Linked DNA regions of Gossypium arboreum: all the other regions are linked to region 3. A link is a contact called in public Hi-C data. All regions are on one chromosome and are shown on one strand. The core of a region is the stretch at or near the end of the contact, and the rest is flanking DNA. Distances in the headings are between cores, read along the strand shown. Region 1 holds the start of LOC108453038 (calcium-dependent protein kinase 11). Region 2 holds the start of LOC108450732 (ABC transporter G family member 25-like). Region 3 overlaps LOC108453081 (SCY1-like protein 2 B).

The links. Hi-C and Micro-C count contacts between places; a contact is called where the count stands out from the background.
Region 1: a contact with region 3 is called in a Hi-C map of leaf, with 4 times the contacts expected there. The contact joins the promoter of LOC108453038 here to the enhancer-like site in region 3. A contact is called at or near these places in 3 of 5 Hi-C or Micro-C datasets (all in leaf).
Region 2: a Hi-C map of leaf shows a contact between it and region 3, with 3 times the contacts expected there. The contact joins the promoter of LOC108450732 here to the enhancer-like site in region 3. A contact is called at or near these places in 2 of 5 Hi-C or Micro-C datasets (both in leaf).

What each region holds. Positions count from the first base shown.
Region 1 is chr5:28,462,757-28,466,546 of ASM2569848v2, reverse strand. LOC108453038 (calcium-dependent protein kinase 11) reads right to left here and starts at 1,987. Exons shown (of 8, transcript XR_001866501.2): 1 at 1,275-1,987; 2 at 357-500; 3 at 111-263.
Region 2 is chr5:28,507,226-28,510,898 of ASM2569848v2, reverse strand. LOC108450732 (ABC transporter G family member 25-like) reads right to left here and starts at 1,791. Exons shown (of 3, transcript XM_017748482.2): 1 at 1,332-1,791; 2 at 333-1,182. The coding sequence starts at 1,469.
Region 3 is chr5:28,581,481-28,585,419 of ASM2569848v2, reverse strand. It overlaps LOC108453081 (SCY1-like protein 2 B), which reads left to right. Exons shown (of 14, transcript XM_017750983.2): 11 at 893-955; 12 at 1,190-1,351; 13 at 1,458-1,576; 14 at 1,702-3,031. The coding sequence ends at 2,659. Among protein-coding and RNA genes, the nearest start is that of LOC108453081, 12 kb to the left of the region's middle. Within about 2 kb of position 1,944, at least 2 of the 2 cell types and tissues checked have an H3K27ac peak or open chromatin away from gene starts, as enhancers often do. A contact at or near this core is called in leaf, where this site is marked.

The DNA.
Region 1 (3,790 bases), core at 738-3,237, 120 kb after region 3:
ACCAACCCACAATTGTGACTTATACACATACAATAAAGATAGGACACTGTCATTCCCATGTTATAGAAAAGAAATAATAAAATATATCGCATAGTATTCAAATAACTTACATAGAACCTCATAGGCAGTAATTCTTTTCTGTGGGTCCCTTTCAAGCATCTTTCTTAACAGATCTTTTGCACTTTCAGAGATACTAGGCCATGGCTCAGATTCAAAATCAACTTTTCCATGTAAAATCTGTCTGAAGATTCCTGAATCAGTTTCTGCAAGTTGAGAGGGAACGTAAGTACATTTACGATATGAGAACACAAGAATGGCACTAACCGTTGCAGGGAGTACAGTATTGAAATGAATACCTGCCCAAAATGGCGGAACCCCACTCAACAAGATGTATAGGATAACAGCAGCACTCCATATATCTGCTTCTGGTCCATAATGCTTCAACAAAACCTCTGGCGCAACATAAAAGGGACTCCCAACAACATCACTAAAATACTGTCCTGGAATGAAAAAGGATAAAAAAAAAGTAAGCCCCATTAACCATGAAAGAAAACATTCACAGAAAAATATAAGGCAAAGCATTAGTGAATGCAAGAGGTGCAATTCAATGCTTGATTCCTACAAGCAGAGTTTAGTAATGAAGCACAACACAATAATCTAATGGTGCTAATCTTTACATCAGCAAGGAGTTTTCCGAAAAACATGCTGATCATTGAACCATCTCATTTAATATATTCAATTGAATTAGATATTTAGTGCATTAATTATGGACAAAAACTGAAACCATAAAACCTTCGTAAAAGATGTTCTTTGCATAACAGAACATTGTTACATTCAAAAAACCAGAACCGAAGTTCCTCACAATTTTTTTTTTAAATTAATATGAATTTTGGAAAATACACACCAAGTAGTACATCCTAAGGGAAATTGATCCTAATGAACAGTACCTGAAGAACATGCAGTGAATCATCACGGTGAAAATTAATTATCCCAAGACCTTCAAAGAATCAATTCAATTTAATACAACATGATTACAATAAAATCAAAAGGAAATCCCAATCATGGAAACAACCAATATCAGATATCAATATCCTACCGCAAGGTGTCGAAGAATGAATAAAATCCTCAACGTCCAATCAGATAATTAAACCAAAATCAGAGAAAACTCTATTCATGGTTCTTACAGATCTACATTAATCATTCAACCAAAAAAAGCACCTTTAATTAAAGAGAATCAAGAGTAACATAGAAACAAAAGAAAACCCAGAAGCAACCTGGTTTATAGAAGACGGACAAGCCAAAATCGGTAGCCTTGAGAACGGCATCGTCAGCGGGAGTATCAAACAAGAAATTCTCAGGTTTGAGATCTCTATGCATAACCCCAAGGGAATGACAAGCCTCAACGACACCAACAATGGTTTTGATAAGCTTAGCAGCCTCTCTTTCACTATAATGACCTTTAGCCACGATCCTATCAAAAAGTTCCCCACCCGCACAAAGCTCCATAACCAAATGAACAAACACGGCATCTTCATAAGTTCCCTTGATCTGAACCACGAATGGGTTCTCAGACAAATGATGCATGATCTGGATCTCCCTCCAGACGTCATCGTAATCTTCACGGCAGACGAGCTTGCGCTTTGGGATAGATTTGCAAGCGTAACGGATACCAGTAACCTTGTGGGTACATAGGTAGGTGGTGCCAAATTGACCTTGCCCAAGCTTCTTGCCCAAGAAATAGTGGTCCCTTATTCTCTGGGTTTGGTATGGTAAAACCGTACCTGTGGGCTTTCTTGGTCTTGAGGACGATCCTGCAATTTTCTTATTCATTGCCACAAATATCTCAGATGGGATCTCTCTCTCTCGCTTCCACTCCCCTTCAATGGAGACAACGTATTTTTACAATCAGCCGGAAACAAAGCTCAAAGCTTCCCGATTCCTATTATTACAAATTTTGCATTTTGTGAGTGAAAATAGAAATAGAAATAGAAATAGAAAAAGTAAATTTATTATTTATTATCTATTATTTTAAAATAAATAATTTAATATAATAAATGCTAGTTTCTTAAAAAAGAATAATTAAGAAGCCACATTCTGTAAATAGTTTTTTAATAAAACTAAAGATCATTATGTTATCACTTGTAATTTTTAAGGTAAAATAAATTTATGTCCCTATTTTTATAATATATTTCAGTAGTTTAATTGTCAAAAATATATATTAATATATTTATAAACGTAATGGTATAAAATTTTATTTTTAACTTTTATTATAATGAATATTCATTTTATAATTAAATTATTTATAACATTTTCTTTAAATATATAATCAGTTTCTTTAAAATTTTAAAAGAAAAATTATACATGCATAATATATTAACTCGTTACCAAAACTATTTTAATTTTGAATTCTAACTTTCTATATTGTCATTTATATTATTATTCTTCTTAAGGTGATAAGTGAAGAAAATTTTAAGAGAAATATAATTAACTCCTCATCCTTCTAGTTAAATTATGTATGTAGTATTATCGTCCAACCTTTTACCATGTTACGTTAATATTTTTATAGCACTCAACTAAGATACAGTGCTCCTACACCAATATCAAGATGATATGTTTTGTTGATCTTACAACCATTAGTATATTTAATTGATGTGTTTTATTATTGAATATCGACAAAAAAAAAATTTCATATGTTAAGTATGAAGTTGAGACAAAATTTTATTTTTGCTAACATCTTTTATCTCAAATCACTTTTTAAAATAATTTATTAATTTGTAATTTCTTTTGGAGTTTTAATAATATTTAGATTAAAATATACAAAATTATAATAAATTATGATCTTGATTTTTATAATATATATATATATATAAGCACGTTGGATCATTTTACAATCTTCATTCAACTATTTTATCACATATGTCCAAATTATTTCAATCATTATACAACCATATTGAATAATTTTCATAGGAAATTTTTATATGTTTCTAACATTCTAAATCTTTCAAAATCTTAGTATGTAGTTATACATATAAAATGTTATAACAACAACCATTAAACGCATATCAAGTTTTTCGTGACATGCTAAATTAATAAGACATCTAAAGTTGATTGCATTCACCACTAAAAAACATTATATCTTTTCATAATTATGGTTACCTGAATTAAACCGAACCAATCAGTTGGACCAAGAATTATCAGAGTGCTACTCTCGGTTCTTGATTTGGAGAAATACTTTAGATCGATTGAGTTGTGAGCTGATACTGACTGGTTGACAAGCTAAATTTAATATTTTATTATTTTTATGAACTTTTAATAATTTGTTTAATCAATTTTCCAAATCAATTACACCAGCAACCTAATGACCTAACCATTCAACCATCAATTCAATTCTAAAAATCTTGTTCATAAACAATACTAAGATTTTGTGAAAACCCTCTTAATATTTAAGTCATCATTTATAATTTAAAACTTCAAATTTTTTTCATTTCCTAGATTGGCTTTATATTTTTAGGTGCTTGAATTATAGGTTTAAAACCTTTACACTTTGGAATTGAATTTAATTCTATTTTAAATATAGTTTTGTTTTCATTTTCACCCATTAATTTCATGTCTAGATTTTCATTCTATTTTTTCATTATTTCAATAATATTATTATATATAACACAAGAACATTATTGATAACTTTTTCATTTTAATTTCAACTTTTCTTGTAGTAACATAATTTATTTATCTCTTTATTTTAAAAAAAATTATTTTCAAGTACTCGTAATTCTTTTGAAATTTTATGATT
Region 2 (3,673 bases), core at 542-3,041, 74 kb after region 3:
TATTATACGGTTTCACAACCTTTATTTAATACACTGACCCACCACTCATTTGCCCATATTTTTATTTTTGAAATCTTTCTCCTAGGGGGAATTTATATGAGATATAATCTTAGTCTTAATGATGGAAAGTGTTGTGTTCCCCCCTATGGTTTTTCCCTCTTTCTATACTTAGTGAAAATTGAAGAAAAGAATTTAAGTCTACAGGAAGTAAACAGCAGCAAGAAAACGAAAGTAGAAGGGAATTGAGCTCGTTCGTAACTATTCGAGTTAACTCAGCTATAACTAATGAAAAGAAAGCAAACAACAGAAAAAAGAAGTTGAAGCTGACGTACCGTTAGCGAGATCAAGGAGAAAATCGGCAGGGTTCATAGGGAAAGACGGTGAGAATCCAATGGACTCGAAATAACTCATAGCTTCACTTCCCTTGCCGAAATACAAGCTCCTTCCTTCACTCAAAACCAACACTGAGTCAAACATCTGATAAACTCGGCTAGATGGTTGGTGCATGGATGTGACTATGGTCTTCCCCTTTTGAGCCAACGAACCCAAAATCGAAACCAACCGGTGTGCCGCTGTGGAGTCCAAACCCGACGTCGGTTCATCAAGAAGCAGCAGGCTAGGGTTTATAAGCATTTCATGAGCTATACTTACTCTTTTCCGTTCTCCACCCGAAATACCACGTATAAAACTGTTCCCAATGATTGTGTTTTCACATTTCGATAACCCCAACTCGCATAAAACCGTCTCAGCCACTGAAATCTTCTCCTTGGTCGACAGTGTGTTTGGTAACCTTAAAAGGGAGCAAAACACCAAGGTTTCACGAACTGTTAAGTGAGGGTAAAGCACGTCGTCTTGGGTGACGAATCCAGTGCGTTTTGCCATTTGTTTAGTGGGTTTTTTGTTGTTGGCAAGCAAGGTTCCGGTGAAATGACCATGGCCGTGTTGTAGCCGACCAGCTAAGGCATTGAGGAGAGTAGATTTGCCGCTGCCTGAAGGACCAAGGATAGCCAACATTTCTCCTGGTGAAACCATGCCGGTGATATTGTTCAATATCGTCCTCTCTTGGGCCCTACTCGTTGTTCCTTGATCAGAGGGTGTTGATCCATGGCTAAGCATGCGTTTAATACTGCGACCTTGACTGTTGGTTCCCTGTACCTTCACCTTATAGCTCACGTCGATGAACTGCATGAAGAAAAACATAGATAAGAATATTATTAGAAAAGGTCAAATAAGAAGGTCAAAATGAATGGTAAGAAACGAAAACGAGTCAATGATTGGTTGACTCGGGTAGTTCAACACAATGAACTCACTCGAGATTTCTTTTTATTTACCTTGAGAGTGATAGGATAACAAGAAGCCATTAATGAAGGGAGGTGATCACGCAAATCTCGAGAAGTATCTTTTGAATGACATGGACCATCCCCAGTGGAAGTAGGACTAGGAGTCTCCAAACCACCAAAACCCGGCATTATTTTCCTGCTTTCCTTTCAACTTTTTTCTCGAGAAAGGTAAAGAAAAACTAGTGAGCAAGAGAAAGAAGAGGCACAACAAAAGGAGTTAAGGAGAGAAATGAGGGAAGAATTTGAGAGAGGAAGGAAAATGGGGGAGGGGGGTATTTATGTAGGTAAAAAAGATTAAAAAAGGTAAGGGGAGTGGGTGCCACGCAATGGAAATTGTCCAAAGCCAAAAAAATAAGTGCTACGTGGAAGAAGAACAACACAGATGGCAGCTTGGCATGGTTGGTTCATGGGAAGTGCGCTATTAAACGGCGTTCCCTTCTCTCTCTTTCGTAAGTAAACTAAGCATAGCGGAGGAATTGCTGCATGTATTGTCAAAACTGAAAAAAGTTCATTTAATGAACCTAAGTTAGTGGAAGCAATTAATATTTACAAGTGTTGACGGTAGGTTCGGCCGCAGCTCATTCCTCTTTCTTTTTTCTCAGTCCAGGTTCCATTAATTTATTTTATTACGTCAAAATTAATATTTTTCTACATTTAAATAAATTTTTAATTTCTTTATCGTTTGGGATAAATTGTTCTTCTCTAAACAAGTCTAATTATGATGTGTGTATATATATATTATTTCATTAAAGAGCAAAGAGCACAAGCACTAAAAAATCAAGTTAATAGGTTTTGGCATACACTTGATCTTAAGAGTTCGAGTTATACATAATGTTAATCTGAGGTTAACGTTTAAATGTTCAAATCAAGTTTCTTTGAGTTGGATTTATATTATTTAGTTTATTTTCAATACAAGTCAATATTATAATGAGATATAGTACAATGCAAGTTTAATGATACATATGTTTGTTGTTATAAGCTTTGATGATCAAGATTGTGACGGTTCACATAAATATGTTGAGAGTAATTTATGAGTTTAGCTGAGTTTTAGGTATCTGGAAATATTTTTTTTTCTTTTTACAATTTATTAGTGAGGGGTTATATGGCTTGATGTGTGATGTGGATTTGAGTGTTGATATTTAGGTAGGTAAGATTTGGGGGAAAAATGGCTTTCCATCTTGACCTTAGGTAGATACTTGGAAATTTTTCTCTATTAAACCCTTATTCAACTTGTTATTAAAATCTAGATAATCGGTATTAAGAATTGAAAATGCCACAAAATACGAATTTTGATAAATTTTCACTTATTGAAAAAAAAAAAGCTCAAATAAATTCTCAATGCAAATGCATAATATCTTATAAATAGACTTAGGGTTACTTTTAAATCAATTCACAACCAATCACATATAATTACAAACTAAATGCACCACAATCTATATAATTAAATACCATATGAATTTACCTGGTTAAAATAACAAATAAGTTAGATCTTCAATGATTAATTGATAATTTTGATTTTTCCCTAATTATCTCCGACCTTATCCAATTTTTGATCTATTCAAGTATTTCATTCAACCCATCAATATCAAACATTTACACATTGTATCTTGATATGGATGAACCTACGAAACATTATTTTTCAGTACTCGTAAAGTTTTACATTTTATTCAATTTAGTCTCTAAAACCGAAATAGTCATAACTTTCAATTTTGAGCTTCAGTTTGAAAAGTGACCTCAATTACATTCATTATAGTCCCTATACGGTCTATCATTACAAAATTTTCACATCAATTTCAAAATTAATAATTTAAACATTACAATTTAGTCCTTATGTACAAAAATAATAATTTAAACATTACAATTTAGTCCTTTTTCACATATAAGCTTAAAATATATCAATTTGACATTAATTTCTTCAAGAAATCAACAATGAAAACTTTCAAAAACTTTAATAGTTTTACAAATTGGTACATGGGCTAGCTAAATCAAGCTCCCACGACCTCAAAAACATAGAAAAAAAAATACAAAAAAAAGACTTAATTAAGCTTACCAAATGGTTGTCGAAAGTTGAAAACCCTTAAAAATTCATATTTATTTTATGGTGGACGGTTTAAAGGTTGGAGAAGAAGAGAGTTCTCTCTTTCTTTCCACTGAATTTGGCTTTTTATAATATAATTAAATTTTAATTAATTTTCAATTAATCACTAATTAGCTTACTAACCAAATGTTTAATGTTTAAGCCACCAAAATCCACTAACATATAATATAAAATGGTTTAATTGTCATTTTGGATCTTTGGTTAAGTGAAATTTAAGTCATTAAGTCTTTAGCCA
Region 3 (3,939 bases), core at 695-3,194:
TTATTAGGCTAAGTTTTGTTCATCAACTCATAAAATTTCTCGTTCCATTAATTTACTTTTGATGTTTCTCTTATTTCAAAAGCAAAGATCCCTATCTAGTGCTGATGTGAACTTCACATACGTGTCTTGAACTCAGCAACAAGGATTGAAATCGAACCCTGGGATCATCCAATAGGTTACAAAGACACAAATTATCAAACCTGTTGCTTATGAAGAAGTGGTGACCAATATTATCAATTGAAACAGAATATTGACCCGCTAACTTTGTAGAATCAGGGACCAATACTATCAATTATATGGAAATTCACAAGAATCACTATTGAAAATGGCATTCGATTTCATTCATTGTTGCTAAGTTTCACGGCAAGTATACGAGGTTCACATCAAATGGGCAAATAGATTTCCTCCTCCATGGCATGAGCTTCATTCCCTTTATATCATCATATTGTGTGTTTAACCTGTCTTAAGTTTCATACAATACCTAAAACAACTTCATAGTGGATTTTTAGCTTTTTTTCATCTTAAAGAATTCTAAAAGATGAGCTTGGTCAAAATATTGAGTTCTTTTTAGCTTTTATAGTGCTTCTGATACTTAGTAATAATGCTGGTACTAAAATTTAACAATTTATTTAAAATTACTTTTTTATGCTTCACAACTAGCTGTTCTGCCTTTTGGATTTTGTTCAAGCATCTTTAACCTATTTTTAATGCATTGCAGCTTTTTCTTTTATTTATTTTAATATATTAAAGTAGGAATTTGGACAACGTGAAATATGGATTTGATGGTATGAAATTAAACACATTGTATGTCCATTTTTATTCTTGTGTGTTTCTTTTCTGTTGGAATTCCTTATGTTTACTGAATTAGTGTTTCATTCTTTATGCTCTTCAGCTTGTGAAACAAGTCATTCTGCCTCGTGTTCATGGCTTAGCTCTGAAAACAACTATTGCTGCGGTATGTATGAGTTTTTTAGGCAATTACCCAATATTAAAATTATTAGTCTTGAATTTTAGATGTCATGACCGAGACTGCTATGTCATGTAACCTATGTGTAGATTGTGGGGCCTTTTCCATTTTTAAAATTTGAAAATCTTATAAAGCGTTTCTTTTAAAAAAAAAAAATACATAGCTGCACTATTCTATTAATTTTGATTACTTTCTTCTAAACCTCTATGTTTATTTGAGCAGGTCAGAGTCAGTGCTTTGCTCTGCCTGGGAGATTTTGTTAACACACTTGATAGACAGGCTGTGTTGGATGTCTTGCAAACCATTCAACGTTGCACAGCCGTTGATCATTCTGCTCCAACACTTATGTGTACGCTAGGTGTTTCAAACTCAATTCTCAAGCAGGTAATGACAGACTCTACCTTCTGTTGCTTAATTTGTGTTCTATTCTATATTGGAACCTCCAGAGGGCATACAGCTCATTTTCTGTCTTTCCTATTCATCTTGTTAGTATGGAGTAGAATTCGCCGCAGAGCATATCCTCCCTCTACTCACACCTCTTCTTACGGCCCAACAGTTGAATGTTCAGCAGTTTGCCAAATACATGCTCTTTGTCAAGGATATTCTTAGGTATAGTTATTATTGTTGTGCTTTCATGATGAAAAATGAATTTTTTTCTTCTCTGAATAACAAATACTCTTTTTTTTTTTCTAACATTTTCTTATGATGCGATTCCTAATTCTGTTTTAACACAGAAGGATAGAAGAAAACCGTGGGGTTACTGTAACTGATTCTGGAGTCCCAGATTTAAAACCTGCTACCACTTCCAACGGGCTTCGGTCTCAAGTCTTGAGCAAAGCAAATGGAACTGTGGCTTCTGCAAAAAGCAGCCCAGCATGGGATGAAGACTGGGGTCCTACTACCAGAGCAGCTGCCAATGCCAGTCACACTGCCCACCAGCCTCCCAAGGACAATTTATCCTTTCACTTTATTTTGGATGATAAGTCAATTCAATCGGCACCTACACAATCTCAATCTTCCTTAATATCCACTATATCTAGCCAGCAAACATCCAATTCTTGTCCTGCAGTTGACATAGAGTGGCCTCCTCGTCCATCTTCAGGTGTTACTGTAGAGTCAGGCATTGGCGAGAAGCAATTAAATGCTGGAACATCTTTGTCATCAAATTTTGAAGATTTAGATCCTTTTGCTAACTGGCCTCCACGGCCTAGTGCCTCCTCAAATGACTCTGGAACTTTTAACAATGGTATTATGGGAGGACCAGGCATGAACAATTATGGATTCAGTTCTATTACAAGCACCCCAGGCACCATGAATCACCCAACAGAGAGCAGCAACAATAGTTGGGGGTTCAGCAACCAGAACTCTGGGGAGATACTAAGACCTAATCATGGGAGTTCAACCTCGAACGCAGGTATTTTGAACGGTGGAAGTTCCCAGAGCAGTATTGGATTCTTGAAACAAAACCGTGGTATTTCAGCTTCAATGAGTTTTTACAACAACCAGAAATCAGCAGGTCTGGGGTCTATATTTGGTTCTAGCAAGAATGAGCAGACTGCTCCAAAACTCGCACCGCCACCATCAACAGCTGTGGGTAGAGGAAGAGGCCGAGGTAGGGGGGCAAGTTCAGCTTCAAGGACAACTTTTGCCAAGCCAACATCCGAACAACCACCTCTTTTGGATTTACTTTGAGAGGTGAGCAACACAAAGATTGAGAATATATCAATGGGTTTTTGATACAGCGGCTGCCATCCCAAGCTTTGTCAGGTTCTGCTAAAAGCTATTGGTTTGAAAGTAAAAATTAGTCATCTCGGAACGAGAGCCGTCATGTTGGTATTTGTTATATCTATCATAGCTTTGTTACGAGCTTGTTTGTAACCTTTTTTTTTGCATTTGAGATCCATGTAACACGGTGCGTGTTTTTATGTGATAAAAATGGTTTTTCTTCGATTTCTACTGCTTTTGGACATATACGTGCACCTGCATACTGTAATTGTTGAAAATTGTCGGTGATTTGATTTGGTAGCATTAGCCAATAAAAGAAGCTAGAATTATTTTGGATGATAGTATATATATATAAATAATGAAATTTCTTATTTTGCTTTATTTTGATCGAGTCCGCTTTGAACAAACCAGGACCTGAGCTTGAGAGCTCAAGTTAAGCTTTTGAAGTCGGAGTTAAGTTAGATGTCTACAAACATAATGTGTATTTTCAATTGTAAATATTTCTTTGTAAAAATTCTACACTTGTCAACTTGTTTGATTATTAGCCTAAGCTTTTATCACGTTCCTGCTAGGACTGTACCTGTAAGCTGCTGAACTAATAATTCTTTTGGCCAACAATCCTTTTACTTTAATTGGAGTAATTTTGGCCTTCTACTTCATGTGTGGAAATCACAATCTAGTTGTTACCTGTTTGGATTTTTTTTTGTTAATTTTTATGACATAATCCGACGTTTTAATGATTGATTGACTTGACATTTTGCTTTTTCTTGTCGACTGACGAAATGAGGTACGGCATTGCATGATTAGTTTTTGGCCGAACCTTACTGGGTTTAACTGAACTTGGTTCACAGTCAAACTCCTCTCTCTCAATGTCAGATTGGAACTTAGACATTGATGCTCGGCTTGGTAAGAAACGAGAAGAGAGAATATAATTTCTATCAAAGTCATCAATAATGTTGCTACATACAGTTGCTGTTTGCTTAAACTAAAAATAGCTAATTGAAGTGATTGATTTTAGTGGTCATGGCGAGGCACTTGTAACGCCCCAAAATTTGAATGTCTGACTGTTGAATTTTGTCGTAATTAAGTTTCTGTATCTGTGGCTATGTACTTTGTGTATGTGTTTGAGGTTAGGGGTTTGAGTTGTGCTTTTAGGAAGTTTTGCTCTTTTATTTTAAATTAATTTCTACTCTTGAGCCATTGACTTAAGTTTAATTCTGTGTGAATTTATGTCAAGAATGAGCCTA